2 separate regions of the Drosophila melanogaster genome follow, and region 1 is linked to region 2. Evidence: chromatin contacts called from public Hi-C data. All regions are on one chromosome and are shown on one strand. The core of a region is the stretch at or near the end of the contact, and the rest is flanking DNA. Distances in the headings are between cores, read along the strand shown.

Region 1 (5,516 bases), core at 75-2,574, 220 kb before region 2:
AAAAAAAAAAAAAATACAAATAAAGAGCAGCTCAGGAAAATTAAAGAATCTCTTCCTCCTGTCACAACTTTCACATGAAAGTTCTTTCAACTTGAGCGGCCAAATATGGCAGAAACACGACCAGCGACCAGGAAACTGATGGCGAGCAATGCGAGCAACTTCTGGTGCTGCACAATCGATCAGGGAACCATATTTAGAAGAGCCTATCCATAGTTATAGACATTTACCTCCACCTCCTGCTCCTCCTCCGGATTTCTGTAATTTTCCGTTGCGACGACGCTGCGGCGGCTTCTTCTTGGTGACGGATTCCGAGGAGGCAATAGCCAACATCGATTCCGAGTCGGCAATGTTACTTTCAATGATCAGGCCACTTTTGGTTTTGTGACGTCTCGATGATTGCGGTGACTTCTTCTTCTTATCGGGACTCGACGCAATTCGAGCTCCTGTCCAGGACACAATGTTCTGCTGGAGTTCCGTGGAGTTGTCGTTGAGCGGCATGCTATAATCCTGTAGGTCCTTGGCAGTGGAGAATCCACGCAACCGTTTCCGCTGCCTTTTGGCCTGACAGTGGGTGACCAGCAGGATGAGGATCAGGCCCAGTGGCCATTTGATAAAATTTCCGATTTGCATGCTGGACGAACTGAATGCACTACGATCACTAATGACACATTATATTCCGTTCGACTTTGAACTTGGATATATTTTCTGTGCTCTTTTAATAAAACCACTTGAGATGCAGGCACTTATTCCTTGGTATTTTCATTCATAATATTTTTTATTTTCACTGCACAGATTGTTCTTTTTTTTTGTATTATTTCTTTTTCAAATCATTTACGATTTCCGCTCGAATTTTTTCTCCACTTTTTTACGCATTTGCTCTTGCGAATCTTTCACTTTATTTGCTCGATTTTGCGTAGACTTCTTGCAACTTTGCTACTTCAAGATTTTTGCGCTATTTAATTTTATTTTTGTTTCAGACACATTTCCCACTTTCCTGCTCAGCGACAAGCAAACATTTTTCTCGCCAGCTATTTTCGTATTTTCGTATCCTCGACGTGAAGTGTAAAAAGTGAACAAAAATCGATCTTGCGTTGCAGGGAAACTCGGAAATGGCATACAGAATTTTGCATTCACTTATTTATTAGCAGTGGCTTATCGCATAATTGCCGTTTAATTTTATGACACATAAATAAATCGCCAGAGCAGCGGCCGCACTATTCGAACGCACTATCATCTAGAATCCAGCCATCGCACAGGCAAAGCACAGCACTCGAGACCCGTCGCGTGTCTTGCTTCCTACGCAAACGACCGTCAAACACGAACTGATCGCAAGCGCTGCACTTCAGACCAGATCCGTGAGAGTGTGGACCTTGTGGATCGCATTCGGCGGCTTGTTCCTTTTGCAGCACTTCGTTCAGATGTTTCTAAAGATGGAAAGCTATTCCTTTTCTATGATGAAAACTTACATATACAAAAAATGTATATTTACAGGAATGATATTATTAATAATGTTTGAGTTTGCACATTGAAGACATAAATGAAACAAGAGTGCAGAGCCAAGAGGAAGTGGCATTGGCCTTCTGGGAAATCTAACACCTAGGAATGGGTTATGGTTTCTAATTAGGTACATGCTTTATTGATCTTGGCCGATAATAAACTGCATGACCTTTGCCCGAGGAGAGTTTACACTGTGAATAATTAGGGATAAGTGTTATGATCTTAGGATACCTCCAAAACTGAGTCTAGAATTTGTCAATTTAAACTGAAAACAGTATTTAATTTGTTTATCTTAATCTAAAGCATAAATTTAAAGGAATTTTTATACAAACCTTTAAGTGTAAATATACTGCGAGTTTGTCTTAACAATTAATCAGGTAACCCTTTGCATTTCCTATTTACTTCACTATTTCCATAGTTCAATGCCAGCTTATCAGCTGATTTATTTACATCGCTATCAGGGCAAGTTACGATCCACAAAGGTGAGTTTGCTGATTTACCTGTTGCTCTGGTGAATGTTGCAAGCCAAATCGTTTAACTTTAGCAGGTAAACAGGCTGCAAGTGGCCGAGCCAGGAGTCGGGAAATTCCCGGGGTGCTAAAAAAAAACATTTGTAGTCCTGCGAGCACCTTGCACTTGAACCGCCTTTGTTGTCCGTCGCTTGTTTTCCTTTCCAGCCTTCGCCACATGTTTTCCACTTTATATCAGTTTTGACAGTTTCGCATTGAGGGTTCCGACCTTTTTGCCGCTACTTTGTTCTGACCCTCGATGTCCTACGGTCATTTCTGATTATCCTGCGGTGCTTTTGTAACGTCGTCACGGCATTTCAACAGGTGAAAAGAGCCCCTGGCGAGTGGAGCGAATTGAGGCACTTAACGCCAGTTTGAATGGTTCCCAAAAGATATCTGAAAGATATTTCCTGCTAATACGACCATACTCATTGGACGTTTTACGGTGGCGCACGTTTCATGTTGCCCGCGGTTATTTGCAGCCCAATCGTGTGGCCCTTACATAAATACCTCATTCTTCCTAATAAGTTTGCGTTTCATTTGCCAGTTTGCAGGGCATTGAAGGGTGGGAAAAGCACAGGTAGACGATGTTCTGGGTTCTACATTCCCCAAATTAAATGCAATTTATTGTTTCAAGATTCTGAGAATAAATATCTATAGATTTTCTTTGTTAACTTTAGCTGTTTTAAAAATTCGCATTACATTTACTTAAATTTTTCTTTTATTTTAAGTCGCAAGATATACATTGTACAAATTAGGATGTATGCCCTTCGTTTAGTTGAAGTTCGAAACTCATAAATAAGCAAGGAATCCAGAATGGGCATCCCCTCTTTTTATCTGTGTTGCAATTTGTTGATGCCTTTGCTGCTGTTGCTGCTGCTCTGGCTCGAAGAGCATTTGTTGAAGCGTGAAACAGCAGTTTCACGAGCCGGCTAAAAGAGGTGCAATTGTCGATCCCTTTGGCCCTCGCAAAGGATTGGGAATCGAGAGTTGCCCAGCCTTCTGGCACACCCGCACACACTTCTGGCACTTTATCCATTGTCGATGCGCCGTTTAAATTGGTTCGTTTAACAGAATCGAATACCAAAACCCAAGGCGGCATCGAATGAAACGAGCCCGAACGAGAGATTGGAAGGAAATAAAAGGGTTTTTCTTTTTTCTTCAGCTTGTGCGCATGCCCGGCTTTAAGTGCCCGACGTACTTGAGGATAACGATGAGTATGCGGAGGATAATCATGGCGGCGGCGGCGATGATGATGTTGTTGCCGCTGCCCTGATGAGGCTGCTGATTTCGGCGTGATTTATGCATCTTAATTGAAATGATGGCTTACAAATTGTTTGGCACAAGTGCACCAAAAAGGGTTAGGAACTGAAAAGGAAGGAGGTAGCATTCGAGTTCCAAAAAAGGAGTTCCTGGAAGGAAGGTTGCTGTGGCTTAGGAATGCGATCAACGCACGACAGGACTTCCTGTTTGCAATCACTTTACTTATTATATTATTTATTTATGGAATATTGTGGATATAGGGTTCTTTCGGTTCAGGATTCATATGGCATGGTGGATATATGTATGTATCATCAATTTAATGCTTAAAATGTAGTTAGTAACCATTATTTGTAGCTTGCTTACTTACTTACTGCCCAGCAATCATGGCACTTACCATTCCTAGTAAGAATACACGATCGTTGGCAAGGTTCTGGCAATTTCCCAACCACTTACAAGATTAAAATCATATTGCAACCTCTTGCTAACTACTTTCACACACAGCCAGTCCAAGAGGCAATTCCACATCCACAGGTATATTCAATTTTCTAATAGCCGCCTCCTAATCAAAACTAAGGCATCGAACTTTTATCAATAGCTTCTTTCGCCCCCAAAATCTTCGAGTGGGTCTTGTGGCCAGCTCTAGGCGCAAAACCAATTAAGCCGAGTATCGAACAACAAACACACTCACGGACACAAAGGTGGAAACAAATAAGGAAGTATTCAGGAGGATCGCCGTCTGCGATCTGTGCTCCATGGGCCTACCGCCTTGCGTCGGTAGCCCAGCTGAGAGAAACCAAATAAAATCAAATGAAATTTACCGCCAATGCCAATGCGGACCATAGAGAGTCCAAATCCCAAGTTGGGGAAGCGCCAAAACGTTAAATACAATTCATGGCGCTCACGAGCGGAATTTAAATTATGCCCAATTAGAGTTAGGTGGCTGCTCTGGCTCGGACTAAACCTGGATACCCAGTACTTCTAGGTGGGCAGGGGATATTTTCCAAATGTGCTAGATTATGTCTTACTAGAAATATTAAAAATTATATAAACTGTAATACGGGAATCAATTATATAATTCAAAACGGGTTTCAACTTAGATTTTACGATTTGAAAACTATTAAACATATGTTTTTATCGGGTATCTCATAGTTGTGCTAATCCAAAGTTTTGTTCTTACTTGTTTTTACCCCGTTTCAGCCAGGCCTGTTCCGAGCAATTCCTGTGGGGCATTTGTGCAACTCCGAATGGAGATAGACAGTGAGACAGTGGGACAGACGGACGGGTGGGCGTGTCGAGTGTGGGGCATGTTCGTGTGGTAAAGCGCCAAATTGATTTCGATCGCCCAGAGGGGGTCTCCAGATATAAGTACACACAAATATACCCATTGCCAGTGCCAACCCCCTAATGTTTGTTTCTAGTAGTTGCCACCACAATTCCCCGCTCGTTAACTATTTCACATGTCCCCTCGGTTTGCATTTTGATGGATTATGCGTTGACAGGCTTTCGGGAGTTTTGTAGAGCGCCACTGATTGTCTTTTCCAGTTGTTTTTTTCTTTTGCCCTGGGAACTGGTCTTGTTATGTAAATTGCCGTCGATTTTTCCTTATTGCGGGTGAAGTGCTGTCCCAGTGCTAACAAGGCATTTCAAGTAGCCATATTCTGGTTGGGTTTATAAAAAAGAAATGGCTAGCAGGATATTTGGGTTTCGTGGAAATTAATGATGAATTGCGGTATTGCTTACTCAATCCAGCCATGGGAACACAATCTTTTCTTTTAATGAATCTTATGTTTTTTATTATTATTATTGTCTCAATTTTTAATTTTATATCCATTAACTTCTTAATCCTTGATCACATGAGGTATCTTAATGTTTTTCTAAACACTGAATTTGCTAATCGAATTACCCAAAATAACGCCTCTAAAATCAATGTTAGGACCCCAAAGTGTCGGCATTTTTGAAATAAAACCCACACACCAATAATTCTGTATTATAGAAACCGGACTAACAATTATAACATAATTTTACAGCATTGTTCAGGAGGCGTGGACAAATTAAATTCCCATAAAAACCTCTAATTAGTTGATCCATTCAAAGCGGAGATTGCGGCACAGCTTGGGGCTATAAAGACCAAACTACATTATACTCCTTACCTAAACGAGCGTAGTGTCAATATCAAGAATCGCTGCATGACACATTAAAAATATCGTAAATTTTGGAAGAACCTTTTTTTTTAGGCAAAAAGGCGTT
Region 2 (5,280 bases), core at 2,667-5,166:
AAAGCTTATAGAACATAAAGTAGCTAGCCCTAAAATTTAGCAATGTTTCGCATATTTCACATTCGCTAACGCCCACCCCCCACTCCTAATTGGGCTGGCGGTGTGGGCGTGGCAGGGGCATACATTCGCACACATAAATTGCACAGGATCAACTAGTGGTTAATATTTGATGGCTGCTGTTTGCGTTTTCCCGAGTCGCAGCAACAGCAGCAGCAGCAGCAACAACAACGAACTGCATCCGAGCTAAACTGCAGCGACCTACTTTCCGACAATGCATTTTTGCAGAGCAGATGCTGAGCGAATGGGGGCTTGGGTGGATTGTGGGTGTATTGGGGTGGCAGGCAGGAATCGGGGGTGGTAAGTGTTATTCGAGGGCTGCATCAACAAGTACACACTGAATAATTTGCAGGACTCCCGCTAGGTTGCGATGGGAAATGAGTAAGAGCTCTGGCTGCTGATTTTGACGAATGTCTTCGGCCAAGTGAAGTGAAGTTATCCCGTAAGGAAAGCTATAAAATTGCAATTGCCGAAGGAAAAGTTACATTTTTCTAAAAACACTTATTTATTCAATTACTAAAGATTATTGTATCTGAAGCTCTAGGCAATATTATAATGCCTTCATTTCATATTGTATGCTTGGGAATTTCAGAAGGCACTCTTTGATTTTCAAGAAAACCTAAGGAAAAATTTAAATGATTTTTATAAAATTTTGTATTTTTCTGTTCATTCTTCATTACTCTTTTTAAATTTTTATCAACATGACTTTATTTTTAACTGGATCAGGGTTTGAAATTTAGCTACGACCACTTTTCCCCAACCCTTTTACATTTTAACAAACATTTTACAGTTAACAAACGAACCATGTAAAAATTGCTCTGCTTAAAACTGAACATTTTCCGCCATCAGTGCGGAATCTTTGAGGTAACTATTTTTATAATTCGTTTATGCATTTGAAAAGTTTATTTTCCGTGCTCTAGTTGCCCAAGGCTTTAGCTCAACTGTTGCAGAGCGCTTTCCAGTTGCAAAGCTAAAACAATTTTTGCTAGCAAAATATAATAAATAAATAACTAAGCAGCAAAAGAGCAGACTGTGCGAAAAGTAAGGGCACAAAATATGTGTAAAAATGAAGAGCGGTCGGAAGATAAAGCAGAACGAAAGGCGATGGCAAAGGCAAAGGCAAAGGCAGGCGAGTCCAGTCGAGTCAAGTTGAGTTGAGCCAGGCCATGTCCTTGGGCGACTTCCCACGCAAAAATATTCACCAGCAAAGGTTACCCCAACGCAAACACACACACACACACACACACACATACACATCTACACGCACGCACACAGATACGAGTGAAAGCAATCAAAGTGAATGGCGGAAATAAACACACACATACACAGAAACAGATACGAGCACAAACACAGATACTCAGCACACCGACAAAGAGAGAAGAAAACAACATAAAAATTAAAGAAGCTTTAAGTATTCTCGTTGTTTTTGCTGCCAAGGGGGCAAATAGTGGTTGTGAGCTCCATCCACTTGCAACAAATCGTCCTTTTTCTTAGAATTTGCACGCTTTCGATGTTTATTCGCTCTCACGCACTCTCTTCGCTCGCACATTCTCTGCGGCGGATTTTCTCGGCTCTTTTCCGGCACTGCTCTCCCTGTTTACCCTAAAGCTCTGCTCCACGCTTCTTTGTGCAAAACACATATAAATGTGCAGCGATTATGGCTAAAAAGATCCGTGTGCCGCTGCCAGATACACTTCGCAAAGATACAAATACAGATACACAAAAGCGCTCGACTTTCGAAGCAGATGCTACGGCTTAAAATATAATATAAATAATGCTTCTACTTAAGCATAGAAATAAATCCTTTTAATTCAAAATATCCGCATTTAATCAGAATCAACACTTTTTGTAGCTTTTGCTGTTATTAATAAACGAAATATATAGTAGCAATTTTATATTTCTGAAATGAGTTAAAAGGTAATGAGCCCACAACGGTACTCATGTATCTACATGGATTTTAATCCCTAAAATAAAGAATTTCCAATACAGATAACGTTAAATATGAGACTCACACTCAGCCTCAATAACTTAAAAGTCCTTCAACATACATAGTTGTGAGTAAAAACATAACATTTCAAATGTGTCTGTTCATTCGTCTGAGTATTTTTAGCCATTTTCAAGTTGGCTTGTTTGCTGATGTGCTGAGCATGAGCACTCTTGCCTCGAATGTTTATGAATATTTTATTTACATAAGCCAGTAATCAGCATATGAGTCCATATTGCTGCTAAGGGACTCACAATCCGTAAGCGAGATATGATGAGTAAAATGTTTGTTTAACGTTTTAAATTTATCAGCCACAAGTTATGAAGCGAACTATGAGAGTATCTAATAGTTTGTCAGATTTGTTAAGCCTCTTAAGCTCCTAACATTAATTTTTGGTCACGATAAAGATTGCCTATCCTAACTATCTTTTTGTAATGTTAAAGAACACCATTGAATTAGAACACCATTGAATAATTGTAAACATTTATATTATTATGCAATACAATTGGATTTGGCTGAGGAATAAAGCCCCTACATAATATATATACTATATATCCATTATATTATCTACCATTTAAAACAAAAGCAATTTAATTATGATACGCTTTATTCTCGAATGATTTAAATGATTAAAAATTAACAATCAATGTTGATATAACACAGCCCAACGCCAAGGGATGAACCTGACCCCTTCATGGCACCCACTCGTCCACATCCACTGTCTTCTGCGAATACTGGCACTCCATCTCCTTGTTGGCCAAAGCAGCCCGCTCCTGGCGATATCGTCTACCACCGAGGAGACCCACAATGAGCAGAACAAACAGGAATCCACAGGCAACACCAATGATGGGTATGGTCCAGGGATTCAGCTCATCGTCATCGTCGATAGCTTCGTTCAGCCCGAGAATTTGGTCGAGCAAAGTGCGCCGACAGCTGAGCACTCCAGTTGCTTCGCCACTCTCCTCCGGCACATAGCCATCGGAGCACTGACATACACCGGAGTCCAGGCATGTTTGATGCGGACCACAGCCGGATTTAAGGCAACCCACATCATTGCTGTCGAATTGCTTCTCGCGGCATTCGCCGCGGAACAGGACAAAGTCATCCGGACAGTGGGTGGCCGTGAATACTGCTGTTGAACTGGTGCTCGGCGAATCCGTATTGTCCTCGGTGGTCTCCAGTTCCTCAGAGATTGACTCTGCACTGAGCTCGATACACCTCTCTTCGGCCTTATCCCACCGATATCCGGAGTTGCAGGCACAGCGGTCCACATCGATGCACTTGCCATTGGCACAGCCATCGCCCACCCGGCAAACTGGGGCACATCCACCACTCACACCATCGTCAGTTGGCTGCAATTGGGTGTACCCGTCGCGACAGGCACATGTATTGGGCGTTACGCACTGAGCACCCGCAGGACATGGGGTCTCGCAGATGGGTTCACAGTAGTGGCTGCCATCCTGGTGATTTCTGGCTGACACGTAGCCGGAAATGCACTCACAGCGATCTGGAGCGGCACAACTGGCGTGGGCGGGACAGCCCCGACTGCAGATGGGCTCACACAAGCCGGACTCCACCTGCAAGTAGCCGGGGCAGCACTCCCTAACCAACCTGTGGGTGACTTGTTCCTCCTCTGAATCGTAGATCTCTGTGATCTTCTCAGTCTTCTTCCAGATCTTCCACTTGGATGGCTGCTTTACTATGATCCGCTGTTTGGTCACTGGCACTGTGGCTCGTATCGTCTCGTTCCTTTCGCAGTAATTATCACGCTCAGCGTTCGCTGCAATGGAACCGAGCACCAAAATCAGGGCCCAGATGAATTTCATTTTCCAGTTTGACTTGTCCGTTCGCAACTGCAGTCGGTACACAACTGAATTTTCCCAGAACAAGAAGTGCGGACGACAGCTAAGCTGGCCACGCAGGCAGTGGACTGCGGGGAGGATCGGCAGAGAATGCAGGCAGGCCACCAGATAGGACACAACAACATCCGCAGCTAGATACAATCGCTTTCTACACTGAAAACAATCTCATCGAGATGTTGCGCTAAGCCGAATCTTGCTGATATTCAAATAATTAATAAGGCATTGGACTTATTAAAATCTTGATAAGCTTATCAAAGGGTTAAATACATTTAATTTTACAACATATTAAACTTGTCACAATTTCGTTCAGTGCTGTGATCTCGGAGGGTTGCAGCATATCTGAGCCGCTGCCAAAGGTCACCACCGGATCTCTGATCTTTCTGACTTTGAACCTCCCCCCTCTTTATCACAGTGCACTATCTAAGAGTGTAGCTTTTCAGTTATTATCATAAAACCCGCTTTATAAGTTGCCCGCATAAAGACGTTGATAATGCTGAAAATAACATAACATAAAGATGTAATTGTTTTCCATTGAGAATCGTTGCCGATATGACTCACAAAGAGCGGAACTAAACGGTTTACATTGATGTATTTTTACTTCACGACTTCCTCCACATATAATAGAAAATAATAATCATTTTACACTATTGCGTTCTTTAAAAATTAGTCAGATTTTTTACGATTACTTCATGTCTCAACAATTTGTTCCCAGGATTTTTCCACTTAACTCTTATCAAGTGGTCCTTTTTTGGTACCTGCTTTTTTAGAATTTTACCTGTTCAACTAGCTGTTTTCTTCTAATAGAAACGAAAAATTGTACATTTTCCCAGCAGGCAAGATTTTTCTCTCCAATTTAATTGACAGAAATAGTTTCCGTATGGTAATTTTGGACCATTTGATTTTTAGAAACGGTGGGAAAACATAAAATCGAATGTCTATTATTAAACATCAAAAATGATAATGTAACATTGGAGAAATGTTATTCCTTTGTTTATCCATGTTAAAATACAATTTTAAAGTCAGTCTGCATAATATGCTTTTCCGTTTGACTTTCCACAGCGCCCGGTCAAGCAATTATCTCAATTGAAATATGATCCCCAAAGCGTTTAAGAGGTCACTCATTGGCAGGCTGAGCTTAATGCGCTTTTACAAAACGCAAATCAATTTGGCAGGATGAAACTCATAAATGTTTGAGCCACTTGAATAAATTCTGGCCCCCAGGAAGCCTGACGTCATTGGGCTGGTGGCAGTCGCACATTTGTTACTTTTGTCACGCTCGTTTCGAGTCGGGATCTCTGGGACAATGTTTTGTTGAGCACATTCACAGTGAACCCGAAACCCCATATATGTATGTGCATGTGTTTATATACAGAAACG

The links. Hi-C and Micro-C count contacts between places; a contact is called where the count stands out from the background.
Region 1: a Hi-C map of the Kc167 cell line shows a contact between it and region 2, with 1.6 times the contacts expected there. A contact is called at or near these places in 7 of 107 Hi-C or Micro-C datasets (the Kc167 cell line, the S2 cell line and cellular blastoderm embryo).

The regions. Positions count from the first base shown.
Region 1 is chr2L:14,258,835-14,264,350 of dm6, reverse strand. It overlaps wb (wing blister), which reads right to left and starts at 1,324. Exons shown (of 16, transcript NM_165086.3): 1 at 228-1,324. The coding sequence starts at 630.
Region 2 is chr2L:14,046,218-14,051,497 of dm6, reverse strand. NimC4 (Nimrod C4) reads right to left here and starts at 3,916. Exons shown (of 1, transcript NM_135854.3): 1 at 2,635-3,916. The coding sequence starts at 3,867. The coding sequence ends at 2,734. All of the region lies in intron 2 of nAChRalpha5 (nicotinic Acetylcholine Receptor alpha5), which reads right to left.